3 separate regions of the Mus musculus genome follow, and all the other regions are linked to region 1. Evidence: chromatin contacts called from public ChIA-PET and Hi-C data. All regions are on one chromosome and are shown on one strand. The core of a region is the stretch at or near the end of the contact, and the rest is flanking DNA. Distances in the headings are between cores, read along the strand shown. Region 1 holds the start of Ccar1 (cell division cycle and apoptosis regulator 1). Region 2 holds the start of Srgn (serglycin). Region 3 holds the start of Hk1 (hexokinase 1).

Region 1 (4,259 bases), core at 790-3,289:
TTTGGGAGGCAGAGGCAAGCAGATCTGAGTTCAAGGCCAGCCTGGTCAAAATAGTGAGTTCCATGACAGCCAAGACTACTGGCTACACAGACAAACCTAACTGAAACCCAAAAACCCAGAGGAAAAAAGATAAACTTAAGGCATTTGAAAACTATAAGCTGGGTGTGGTTGCTCATGCCAAAGGACTGCTGCTAATAAAGACTGTATATCAAAGGCCAAACACAAATGGTAAAGTGTAGTGGAAGACTTAAATGGCAAAACCCCTTAGTAAACTAAAAAAAAATTAGACACAAATAACAAAACAAAAACAAAGAGCCGGGCGTGGTGGCACACCCCTTTAATCCCAGCACTTGGGAGGCAGAGGCAGGAGGATTTCTGAGTTCGAGGCCAACCTGGTCTACAAAGTGAGTTCCAGGGCAGCCAGGGCTACACAGAGAAACCCTGTCTTGAAAAACCAAAAAAAAAAAAAAAAAAAAAAGTGTTCAAATTGCTGGATAAGTGGGGTTTTGTTTTTGTTCCTGAGTTAATTTTCAAAAGTATCTTAAAAACTAAAGGGTATATCATTTCCAGTCCAAGGGTTCAGTTGCCTGACCTGGTTGTGAGACCGCAGTGGCTGTAAACTGAGTAGCCCATGGTGGATTCTTCTGTCCTCCAAACTGAGCCATGATGCAAGGGGGGGAAAACTTTCACTTGTTTCCCTTCTATAGCAGATACCTATAAAGGATATAGGAAAAGGCTAGTTTAGAGAAATCATTGATATATTAAAGACACGTTCCAAACAAGAACCAACCGAAGTGTGCAACAGAACATTTGAAATAAAACGCACAACCAGCCTATCAACAGATCACTTGTGCATACTCTATTTAAAAGATATCCTTGGGGCTGACTTAAAGGAACTTCCTTCAGTAACTACAAGGTCATTTCCTAAAAAGGTCTGCCCGAGCTTAGTGGCAAAGCCTTTAATCCCCTCCCAACCCATCCCTCCAGAGGCAGAGTCAGGCGGATCTCTATAAACTCCAGGCCAGCATGATTTATATGACATTACAAACCAGCTAGGGCTAGATACAGAGCCTCTCTCTCTGGGGACAAACGAACTTATAGACGCAGCAAGTACAGCCTGCGTGTTTCTTTGGGCGATGGTCTGAGGTCCTGCAGTGGGGTTAAATCAATAACGGAAACTGCGTCGAGACCCCCCCTCCCCCATAAAGGTATTGGCAGATACCATCTCAATAACGAACATTACTTTAAGGGCTAGGAAGTCACTATGGCCTTTGTCACCCTAGTCTCCACTCCGGGAGTGGGGAGGCAGTTGGGAGGACGCGCGGCTCCAAAAGAACCACTGCGAAGACCCCGGCTCAAAAACCCAAGAGAAAAGGAAAAGATGGGCCTGGCATCCCGGGGTGAGGACACTCATCTTCCTCCCACGCGCCGGCCGTGAAAGATGGAAGGCAGCGCCCCAGGCCGCGGCCACTGGGGCCCGCGGGTCGTCGCAGTCCCCGAGGTCCCCGGGCCGGTCTGAGAGAACCTCCAAGCGCTGGAAACGCTCGCCGCCGCCGCCCGGGGCCGGGTCTCAGCGGCGGGGCAGCGCGGGCCGGAGGACGCACGGCCTCCGGCCTGGCCCGGCCCAGTCGAAGGGGCGCAGGCCGCACCTGAGGGGCCTGGAGCCGCTGCGCTGGGGGCAGGGCGCGGCGCGTGGGGCCTACTCCGACCCGCACAAAAGGGACCGCGTCCCTCGCCCGCCGGCCCCGCGGCGTCCGCCATCACACACCCACCCGCCACCGCCACATCACTCGCTCCCTACCCCTCCGCTGACCGGCTGCCAACGAACGGAAGCAACCCGCCGCGGCCTCCCACCGCGCCACACCAAAACACTGACCAGACCTTCACCTGAGTCTGGCCCGGGTTAACCGAGAAGCCATTTCAAACCCGTCAAGCTCAGGCGCATGCGCAGACTGCTTTCCCCTCCAACCCCCCTGCCTACGCCGCACCGCCTCCCGGTTCCGAGAGGAACGGGCGCGTGCGCGAAAAAAGTTCGGCGTGCGCGCTCCCCGCGAGTGCGTTCACTGGGGAGCGAGAGCGAGCCTCAGCCGGGTTACCTTGACTTCGCTGAACAATGAGCTGGCTGTCGCTCGCCTGCTCTGAGGCCAACGCTGTCCTTCCCTGGGAGAGAGAGGGAGAGCGAGCGGCAGTCACGTGGTCCGGCCGGTGTCGCCGCCGCCATCTTGTGGTCCCTCTATTCTTGTTTGGAACATGTTTGGAAGAATAAGCCTGTAAGAACTTCGTTGTTAGCGGGCAGTGGTGGCGCACGCCTTTAATCCCAGCACTCGAGAGGCAGAGGCAGGCGGATTTCTGAGTTCGAGGCCAGCCTGGTCTACAGAGTGAGTTCCAAAACAGTCAGGGTTATACAGACATATCCTGTCTCGAAGAACAAAAAAAAAAAATTTTTTTTTGTTTACATTCTTTTCATTTTTAGAGGGTTTTGCCTCCATGATTTATGCGCACAGGTGTGGGCTTGGTGCCCCTGGAGCTGAGAAGACGACAGATCCCCCGAAACTAGAGTTCCTGACCGGTGTGAACCACCCCGTGGGTGCTGATAATCAATCCCAGGTCCTGAGAACAGAGATTAGTGCTTTTAACCGCAGTGCCATCTCCTCGGGATTAAGGCTGGAATGTGTAAAAGCGAACAACTGAGTGGATTTTAATACACTGAGTGCAGGCCATCATCACCCCTAGTATTTGAAGACCCTACTGAAAAGAAACAGCTGGAGGATTTGGGGGGCGAGAGGGAGTGGAAAGGTTGGGGGATGGGGGAAGTGCACACCTCTAATCCCAGCGCTCAAGAGGCAGAGGCAGACACAGCCAGGGCAACACAGATAAACCCTGTCTCAAAAAATGAAAGACAGAGCTATTATTAAGTCATTTTCTAATTTTGTCCTACACCTGCTGGTGACATCTAGTCAAATTCTCAACATGAAATAGCTTATGCTAGGAATCCCACATAAGATTAGCTGAGCCAAGCATGATCAGGTGGTGACCTGTAATCTAACACTTGGGAGGGAGGGGAAGGGAGGATCAGGAGTTCAAGGCCAGCCTGGACTGTGTAACACCTTATCTCATCAAACCCAATAGGATAAAATATATAGCTTTTTCTGTGGTTCCTTGTATTTTTTCCCTTAAATTTTATGAACACAGGATCACATAGGTACACGTTCTTTAATATTTTTCAAACCACAAGGGTCCTTTCTCCCACTTAAGTAAAACTTACAGAAGTTGGGTAAAATGTAACTCCTTTGTCCTTACTAATTCTGTCCTGACCTTCAAACTATTAGAATATAGTCATCACACTATAGTAATTTGTAAAAATTCAAAACAGCGTGTGCCAGGTGGCCCAGCAATAAGAGGGACAAAGTGAGAAAACTTAAATCTGAGATACCTTATCAAAAAAAGTTCTGGGGGCTGGAGAAATGGCTCAGCGGTTAAGAGCACTAACTGCTCTTCCAGAGGTCCTGAATTCAATTCCCAGCAACCACATGGTGGCTCACAACCATCGGTAATGGGATCTGATGCCCTCTTCTGGTGTGTCTGAAGACAGCTACAGTGTACTCATAATAAATAAATAAATAAATAAATACTTCTTTTTTTTTTTTTTTAAGTTCTGAAAGAAACCCCAGGCATATGTTTTTGATGTCTGTATTTTGGATTGACATGTCTCTATGACTTCTAGATTAGCTTGGTCTACATTGTAAGGCACAGGACAGCCAGGGCTACATAGTGAAAGAGTGTTTATAAAACACACAAAGCAGAGCAGTGGTGGTACATGCCTTTAATCTCAGCACTTGGGAGACAGAGGTAGGCAGATATTTAAGTTCAAGGCCAGCCTGGTCTACAGAGTGAGTTCCAGAATGGCCAGGGTGAAACAGAAAAATCCTGTCTCAAAAGACCAAAAACAAAAACAAAATAAATAAAACACACGAAACAGAGCTAGAGGGATGGTTCAGCAGTTAGGCCCACTTGATATTCTTTCCTAAACCTTGGAGCTCATCCCACCATCTACATTAGCCCCATACAACTAAACAGAACTCTGAGGCCCTCTCCCGGCCTCCTGGGATACTGCACACATGTGACACAGGCTCACACAAACATATACACAAATTCATACACATGAATAAAAATGAAATTTAAGGGCAAACACTCAGAAGTTAAGAGTACTGTGAGGGGGCTGGTGAGATGGCTCAGTGGGTAAGAGCACCCGACTGCTC
Region 2 (4,100 bases), core at 357-2,856, 280 kb before region 1:
ACGTGGCTACCGGGGACTATTTCATGAAGCCAAAGGTTTTTCCCTGAAAGATCCGCATGAACTTGAATTCTGAGTCAAAGGGAAAAGTGTGGCTCTAGCTGTGTAGCAGAGCCCCGGACATGCATGAGGCCCTGGGTGTAGGCGCCAATATCACAAAGCTACATAAATAGAAGTGAGCCTTAGCAAGGTCACTTCCTGTTTTCCGATGACGACGTTAGCATAGCCCCATGAAAATAAGTTTCTAAACTTCCACTATGCAAGGAATTTCTGAAGTAACCTGTGAGATGTCATTTCGACCGGAAGTAAGAACGCTACAGCTAGGAGTCACTTCGAAGAAACTCCAGGACACGTATGTCGCTGTGACTCAACATTTCCTTTATGTTTTTCAACCATAAACTCGGCAACTTATTTATCAGGCCATGACCTTCTGCCTCATTTAGACATAGTTCCCTAAATATTAAGGCGAATAAAGTGTGCTTCTTTGTAGTTGTTGTTTGTTTGTTTGTTCTACAAACATTCCATCTTCTTAGAAAAAGTTTGAGGTTGAGTCAGCATGACTGAACAGCTGTAAAAGACAGTCAAATTTACAGACAGGTTTTCAAACGAAAACCTGTTTTCTGGACGAGAGCACAAATGCTAACACTCCTCAGGCTGTTTCTAAAATATTGTTTTAGAGTTAGCATTTTGCCTAGCCAAAATTGAATGTTTGGTAAGAGCCGAGCTTAAGAAGAAAGTAAAAATAGCTACATTTACCCCAATTAAAAAAAAAAAAAAAAAAAAAGCCGGGCAGTGGTGGCGCACACCTTTAATCCCAGCACTTGGGAAACAGAGGCAGGTGGATTTCGGAGTTCGAGGCCAGCCTGGTCTACAGAGTGAGTTCCAGGACAGCCAGGGCTACACAGAGAAACCCTGTCTCAGAAAATCACACACACACAAAAGCCTCTTTCATTGTTAAAATAACAGCGCCATCAGATTCCGTTCTTTGGAACCCAGCATGGAGACATACACCTGTTATCCCAGCACTCGGGAAGTAGAAGTTCCAGGTCCTCTTCAGCTGTATAGCAAGTTGAAGACCATCTTACGCTACATGAGACCTTATATCAAAATGGAGTTCATGCAGACAACTCAGTGATAGGATGCTATTCTAGAAAATTCCATGATGCCACCATCTCAGTAGATCAGTTGGGTAATTTTCCATTTATTTCTTGAATGCTTTAAATGAATAAACCACACATCTTTACCCAAAAAAATAAGAACACTTTTCAGTCATCCTGACAGGTTTTAAGGCCACCACTTACCTTAGAGTTTAATTAATTATTATTATTTTTTAGACCAAACTCAAGTAAACTCACACGAGGTTGTTGAGGCACCTGAAATCCTTCCTTACCTCCCCTCCCACAATAGGACACCCTGCACCTTCAGATGAAGACAATTACTTGTGCATATGCTGATGCCTTCAGAGCAGAGAATTAAAGATCCTGGGTCTCTTACCTTGCACTGAAGATCCCCAAACCAGGACGAAGGCGAGAGCCAGGACAAGCCTGCTGCCGACGGGAACCTGCATCCTGACCAGCTCGGCTCCACTCAGCCTCTGGATTAGCAAATGTAGCAGGGTGCTCTTTCTGTCCCTTTTAGAAAGAGGTTCCAAAACCTCAGACCCTGCCCAAGAACACACGTCACAGTTTCCTGAACAAATAGAAAGAGATCCACATCAACACCCAGAAAGAAGAAGAAAGTTGAAAAAAACAACAACTGTTCATACCCATGATGAAACTCCACCGGACTCCCCCTAGGCGTTTGCTGTGTGGTTATTATTTTTTCTTTTTCCAAAAAGCTCTGCCATCTGTCATTTGCATGTTTAAAAAAAAAGTTTTCCCCATCAAAAAGTCGAATCAGCACTTTCTTCCCCCTCCCTTCCTTCAGGTAACAATCTAAACAGACAGGAGGACTCAGCTGTTCCAGAACTGAGCTCGGCTCATCCACAGCGCACATCAAAGAGAAGCTGGGCGCGCACAGAGTCAGGCACAAGCAGGGAACATTCCGAGCCGAGCTGGGTTCTCAGCCCCCAGGATGAGCGGTCTCCGTTAACGTCCAGAGTCTGCTAGAATTCCTGGCTTTCCCTCTAGCTCACAAACAGGTGAGGAATATATATATATATAAAATCAGCTGCTCCCCAGGGATTGAGACCATGCATGTTTGCATCTTTTTTTCCTGTTTTTTTTTGTTTGTTTGTTTGTTTACTTCGAAAAAAAATTTTTCTTTCTGGTCTTGAGTAAGGCAAAAATCAGGAACAAGGAGGGCAGGTCCCCCCCTCAGAGGGCCGTGGAATGTGAAAACAGAGACACAGATGCTGCCGTTCATAAAGGACTAGCCGTTCCCTGGCCTCGAAGATTGCGGGGCTTTGGGGGTGCGGGTGCGGGAATGGCCACTCTGTGCTAGCCTCACAGTAAGGGTGGTTTTACGCTGTATCTGTAGCGAGACAGCTTTCTCTGCCTTTGCTCTGAGGGCTCAACCATTCTCCACTTCAGGGTGTCCGTTCCTCGGCTGCTCAGATGCCTGCCCCTTGGCCATCCTTTGATGGGTGGGAGGAGTTTCCTTCCCCTTGTTCTGGGCTTCCTGCTGATTCCTTAAGGTTTCCTGATAAGGACAGACTTTAGAATCTCATAGCTCAGGAGCCCTGATAGAGAAAATGAAGCCCTCCTTAGAAACTTCTCCTCAGAAGCCCCCTCAGAGCCTGGAAACCCTCAACTGTAGCAACCGAGGCGCACAGAGACCCAGCGCACACCGTGTGGAGTTTTAGTATCTGTTGGGATTTCTCTCCTCTGCCTTTGGTCCCTTTTCATGATAAGCTTCAATTAAAGCCCTGATAACAAAACGAAAGATCATGTTAACAGCTTCAGGAAGTTTCTCACGACACCTTCAAGGCAATTAGAAGTAGAGATGGATAATTTAGTCACCTTCACACAACCTACAATCACGTGGGAAGGGAGTCTCAGGGACGGAGATAGCCCGGATCAGGATGGCTATGGACAGGCCTAAGGGGGATTGTCTTGGTTATTTGGTGTGGGAAGATCCAGCCCATAGTAGGCAGCGTGATGCCCTCCCTGGTTTAGGGATCCGGATGGCAGCAAGCTGAGAGAAAACCAGCAATCATTTGTTCCTCTCTGCTTTGGATTGTGCAATCAGCTGCTTCAAGTTCAAGCCGCCTTGACTTCCTTGCAATGATGCACTGTTCTCGTAACCTGGAAGCGTGAGCTAAAATGTGACCCTGAGCCCTTTCTTCCCTAAGCTGCCTTTTGTAGGGTAGTTTATCACAGTGACAGAAACAAAACCCAAACAACCAAAACTAGTACCTGAAAGTGATCACTGGGAGATTTTTCTCACTCGGGGACTTTTTTTTTTTTTTTTTGCTGCTGCTGAGTCATGGGGATTTTTTTTTATTTACTTCCTTATATATTTTTATTTATTGAGGCAGGGTTTCACGTATCCCCAGCTGGCTTTGAACCTGTTGTGTAGGCCAAAGATGACCCTGGGCTCCCGAGTCTCTCTCTAGTCCTCTCTTCTCACACTCTGGGGTGAGTGGCCAGACCTGTTCTAGAACTCAGGTGCTCTAAACCATACTCCAGAGACAGATGAGCGATGAGAAGAAAATCAGACTGGTGTGTGAAAGGGAAGTCTTCTAGTAATTATTGAGTAGGCGTATCTGCCAAACGCTCTCAGGCAGATTGGCTTTACAGTCCGCAGCTGGGGAGGGCACTCGTTGGATCCTTGCTGTCTCTCAGGAATAATTTCACAGTCATCAAAAATATTGGAAATAAATCTCTTAGGGGAAGTATCAGACTTTTGAAGCTTCAGGGAAACTGACTCTGAAAAGAAGTGTTTAAAAACTGGCCTTGGGAGGATGGAGAAATGGCTCAGGTGTTAAGAGGACTGGCTACTCTTCCAGAGGACCCAAGTTCAATTCCCAGCACCCACATAGCAGCTCACAGCTGTCTGTAACTCCAGGCTCTGACCCCCTCACAAAACATGCATCCAGGCAAAATTACAATGCACGTAAGATAAATTATATATACATACATATTTATGTATATATACATACC
Region 3 (4,276 bases), core at 1,612-4,111, 450 kb before region 1:
CCACATATGGCAGAGCACTCTACAGGTAGAGGTGATCTCCTGGAAGCTTAAAAAGCTTCTAAGTTCTGTGTGCAGTGCAAAAGGAAGCTCTTGTTTTGTTTGTTGGTTGTTGTTGTTGTTTGGTTGGTGGGTTTGGTTTGGTTTGGCGTTTTTTGGTTGGTTGATTTTGTTGTTACTCAGTTTTTTGTTTGTTTGTTGTTTGTTTTTTGGTTTTTCGAGACAGGGTTTCTCTGTATAGCCCTGGCTGTCCTGGAACTCACTTGGTAGACCAGGCTGGCCCCGAACTCAGAAATCCGCCTGCCTCTGCCTCCCAAGTGCTGGGAGGCCACCACGCCCTGCCGTTGCTCAGTTTTTGTTTTGAGGGTTTGTATGTTTGTTTGTTTTGGCTTTTTTGTTTTTGTTTTGTTGTTGTTGTTGTTGTTGTTGTTTTTGGAGGGGGGTGGTTCCAGACAGGGTTTCTCTCTGTATTCCTGGCTGACCTGGAATTTGCCCTGTGGACCAAGCTGACCTTAAACTCACAGAGATCCACCTCTGCCTCCCAAAAGCTGGGATTAAAGGCTTGAGCCACCACCCACCGTCAGGCTGAGAGCTCATTTGTTTTTAAGGATCTCCTACACAGAACGAAATGAAAGTTTCAGTTTAGAGACCTTGCTCCAGCAAAGCTCTGGGATAGAGGTGGGGGAGGGGATATCCCAATCTCAGAGTGAGGGCTTTAGTTAGGCACCGTTTGAATCGGTGCTCAGATACCCACAGGGCCTGGGAGATGGAATGGGACGGAGGTGAATCAGGCCACTTGTAGTGGAGCGCCTTAGTCCAACTCAGCCACCGGTGGCCACCCAGCACGGTGTCAGGGAGCAGCCAGGCAGCTGGCAGCCACACAGGTGGCTGTGGGTGTGAGGCTGGAGGCTTAGTTTACAAGGTCATTGGGCCTCCACCCACCATTGCACGCCTGAGCCACAGAGGGTATCTAGAGTGGGAGAGCTGTGGACTCTTGATTCGGGAGGCCTATCCTAAGTGCACTCTGCCCTCCTATCTTCCCTTTCCATGGGATAAGCATGTCCACCGCCATGGAAGAAACTCAAGCAATTACACGTGTTGATGCATAGCTCCCTGACATCAGGTCAGGGATGGGGGTGGGGGTGGGAGATTGACAGTGAAGCCCTTCAGCACCCTATTCCTGGTCCCTATTCAGGATAAGAGCTGCATCTCCAACAGTCTTGTCTCTCAGCACCTCCCCTTCAGCTGACACCCAGGGGGAGTCTTGGTCAAGTTCTCGAGTGGGAGGAGGGTCAGAGCCCCGCCCAGACTCCACCTCTAACCAGCTGTGTGACCTTCAGGAGGTCACAGTCCCCGGTAAGACTGCTTCTGAAGGTGCAGGATGAGAAGTCTCAGGCCAGGAAAGGACAGAGCCTAGTCACTGCCGCCTCTCACCTGTAGATAGTACCTCTTGTCCCAGTGTCTGTCAGGGTGATGATGCTATTAACCTATCCTAGGGTAGGTAAGGCATACCCATAGCACAAATAAAAATGTCCTAGGTGTTTTCCTAACCAACTTAGTCTATCTCAGGAAAAAAACATCCCGTCTTACTGATGGTGGCAGAAAAGTGAGGTACATCTTTAAGACCCACCAGCAGACGGCACTTTATACTAGATGAACATCACCCCTAGGACCCAGCGTCCATGTGCAAGAACTCACAAGTCACAAGGAACGAATGCCAACCCCTCCGAGCTCTTCAAGTGACTAAAGTGTCTTATTTGAGCTCCTAGGCTGAGACTGCCTGGAAATTACAGGTTTAGAGGAAGAAAAAATTCCATTCAGACGTGCGGTTCTCGACCTGAGGCCTATGAGCAAAGTTTCCGGTGGCCTCTGCTCCCCTCCCCTCACCGGAAAGCCAGGCGGGTCACCCCGTCCTCAGAGTAAGGAGCAGCTGCAACAGCTGGGGGAGCCCAGTGACAGTTTCAGGAGGGCATCGTATTCTCCAAATGGGAACCCCAAATATGGGATGCCTGGCTTCCAGCCAGCACCCCCGCCAGCTGCTCACTCACCTCCCCAGCCTATCTCGGCGATCACACCTTCCCCGCCCACGGCGCGCGTGGACCTTTCAAAACAGGCCTATAGACAGGCCAGCTGGTCCCCACCTAGACAGGTCTCAGCCCGGCACTGCGTGCGGGTACCCATCTGACATCCATGGTCCTTTTCAAGGACACTGCAGTATGCAATCCAGCCGTGGGAGGAAGGGGGGGGGTCTTCAGCCGGCCGCCCAGCTCCTCAAACCACAAGCACGCCCGCATGCCCACAATGCCCGGGTGAATCCCAGCATGAGGCCTGTCGCCTGCACCCTGTAGTCCAACTAGATGCTGTCTAGCCGGGAGAGGCCGGGGGGAGGATGCAGGCGGTGGCGAGCGGATGCGGGAATGCAAGGCTGTGGCCAGGGCGGCGCCGGCGGGGCTCACCTTTTTGACTTGGTCATCCTTCAGCTCGGTGAAGTAATATGCCAGTAGTTGCGCGGCGATCATGTTGACGGTGGGGGATGCGGAGAAGCAGGTGTGGGGCCAGTGGCTCCTCAGTAGCCCTGGTGAGCAGTGGTCCTCCAGCGGCGGATCCGCGACTCCACCTCCTCCTCCCTTGGCTCCTCCCCCTCAGTCCCTGGGCGGGGCGTCTGCCTGCTCTCTCCAGACCTCCGAGCTCCCGTCCCCGGGAGGGTGACAACCGCCAGCCGGCCCACCTCCTCAGTCCCCATTGGCTACAAGGCGCCACTGCCGCGCTATGGCTGGGGCTTCCCAGCCAGAGCAGGAGAATGACGGCCGCTCCCTCCCGCGCCGGAAAGGAGGCATCACCCTGCACGTTCCCCACGTAAGGAGCGCGCGGTCACGCGTGGTGGCACAGTGCCAAGCCAGAGTGGGTGGGGTGTGGGACACGATCTGGAGGGGACCAGAGGACAGATCCAGGACACCACAAACTGGAGAACGCGAACGGAGCCACACCCCTTCCTCGGAGATTAGGGCTCGTCCCCCACCCCTCCCATCCTCCCTGTTGGGGAAGCACACAAGTGGGCGTGGAAAGAGAGCGGAAGCCGAAACTAGGCGGCTTCACAGATCTTGCACTGGGTCCCTGTGCCTGCCTGCCATCGAGGATCCAAAATCTAAGGATGATGCTCGGAGTCCCACCACAGCCTGTCAGAGTTCACATAGCGAAACCCAAAGCGCCTGCCCCTGTGACATCATGTAAGAGCTCATGGTCCCCGAGTGGGAATTTTGGCCTATTCCCAGCCTGTCCCGATCCTCCCACCCTTCTCTAGCTCTTGGGCATCCGGGTTCTGGGAGGTTGGGGGTACTGTTCAGGACTCAGGTTGAGGGGAAATCGTATTTGTACCTTATGACAAGTAAGAACTCTGACATACAGAAGTGGCTCTGATTCTACAGGTGAGGAGTCTGAGGCAATGCGTTACAGTTGCTGCTCAGGAGTCGGGCAGGGTTTTCTTAGCTTCAGTGCTGGTGACCTGGCCGTTGTATGCAGTGTCTCTTACTTAAGCTTCCCTTGCAGGCCATGTTCCCATGACCAGGGCTGCAGCATCTGTCCTGAGGGAACTATAGAGGCTAACTTCTAGCCCACACCTGGGGGGCTAGGAGCCCATGCCTGGAACACCCCTCAAGTACCCCAGGACCCTTCCAGCCACCACTGCCCACTGAGAAAGAGGTGGTAGACCTGATACCTCTATCCAGGACACATCCCCACCCTGCCCAATGGCAGGTGCAGATGTGTCCTCAGTCACTTCTTTACCCCTAAGATGGAGCTGTAACTACTGATGTCTACACCCCATGATTTTTGTGAAAGAGCATAAACACTTGTGTCTAACAAATTAAGTGGGAAGTACTCTCATAGAATGAACTTGGGAGCCTACAGGTTAAAGTTTGGGGGGGGGGGCGCAACCTGTATATCGCCATTTCCAGGCCCAGGGAGGGCCTAACTGTTGTATTTAAATTATTTTCCTAATAGGATCTCCCCTCAAAAAGATTAGCATTTGAGGCCCACATAAATCTCAAACTAACACACACACACACACATATGCACAGGCGAACGCTACCAACATGGCCACCAGTGTCAGGACAAAATGGTTCTTCTAAGCTGCATTCGACTCTGCAAATGTAGTTCTGCCAGCCAGCTCTCAAGGCTGGGACATCTTTGAGGATGGAGGGTTGTTTTGTTTTCTCAGAGCTCTGTAGGTTGAATGGGCCATCTCTCTGCTCCCCGTGTTAGACTCACGGCCCCCTCACTC

The links. Hi-C and Micro-C count contacts between places; a contact is called where the count stands out from the background. ChIA-PET counts read pairs in DNA pulled down with a chosen protein or histone mark.
Region 2: an RNA polymerase II ChIA-PET map of memory CD8 T cells shows a contact between it and region 1, with 135 read pairs. The contact joins the promoter of Srgn here to the promoter of Ccar1 in region 1. A contact is called at or near these places in 1 of 15 datasets of contacts at CTCF or cohesin (embryonic stem cells), 6 of 484 Hi-C or Micro-C datasets (B cells, CD8 T cells, the G1E-ER4 cell line and 3 more), 6 of 115 datasets of contacts at active chromatin or transcription factors (the SCID.adh cell line, T-cell acute lymphoblastic leukemia, effector CD8 T cells and 3 more) and 2 of 9 other capture datasets (liver and pancreatic islet).
Region 3: a contact with region 1 is called in a Hi-C map of erythroblasts, with 2.4 times the contacts expected there. The contact joins the promoter of Hk1 here to the promoter of Ccar1 in region 1. A contact is called at or near these places in 1 of 39 promoter capture datasets (hippocampal neurons), 3 of 484 Hi-C or Micro-C datasets (CD8 T cells, erythroblasts and regulatory T cells) and 2 of 115 datasets of contacts at active chromatin or transcription factors (effector CD8 T cells and memory CD8 T cells).

Annotation. Positions count from the first base shown.
Region 1 is chr10:62,790,329-62,794,587 of GRCm38.p6, forward strand. Ccar1 (cell division cycle and apoptosis regulator 1) reads right to left here and starts at 2,040. Exons shown (of 25, transcript NM_026201.3): 1 at 1,888-2,040; 2 at 593-714. The coding sequence starts at 665.
Region 2 is chr10:62,506,151-62,510,250 of GRCm38.p6, forward strand. Srgn (serglycin) reads right to left here and starts at 1,607. Exons shown (of 3, transcript NM_011157.3): 1 at 1,492-1,607. The coding sequence starts at 1,564. It overlaps Gm51804 (a long non-coding RNA gene), which reads left to right and starts at 1,654. Exons shown (of 3, transcript XR_003949006.1): 1 at 1,654-1,804; 2 at 1,924-2,137.
Region 3 is chr10:62,337,560-62,341,835 of GRCm38.p6, forward strand. Hk1 (hexokinase 1) reads right to left here and starts at 2,862. Exons shown (of 18, transcript NM_001146100.1): 1 at 2,454-2,862. The coding sequence starts at 2,516. It overlaps Hk1os (hexokinase 1, opposite strand), which reads left to right and starts at 2,675. Exons shown (of 3, transcript NR_168630.1): 1 at 2,675-2,853.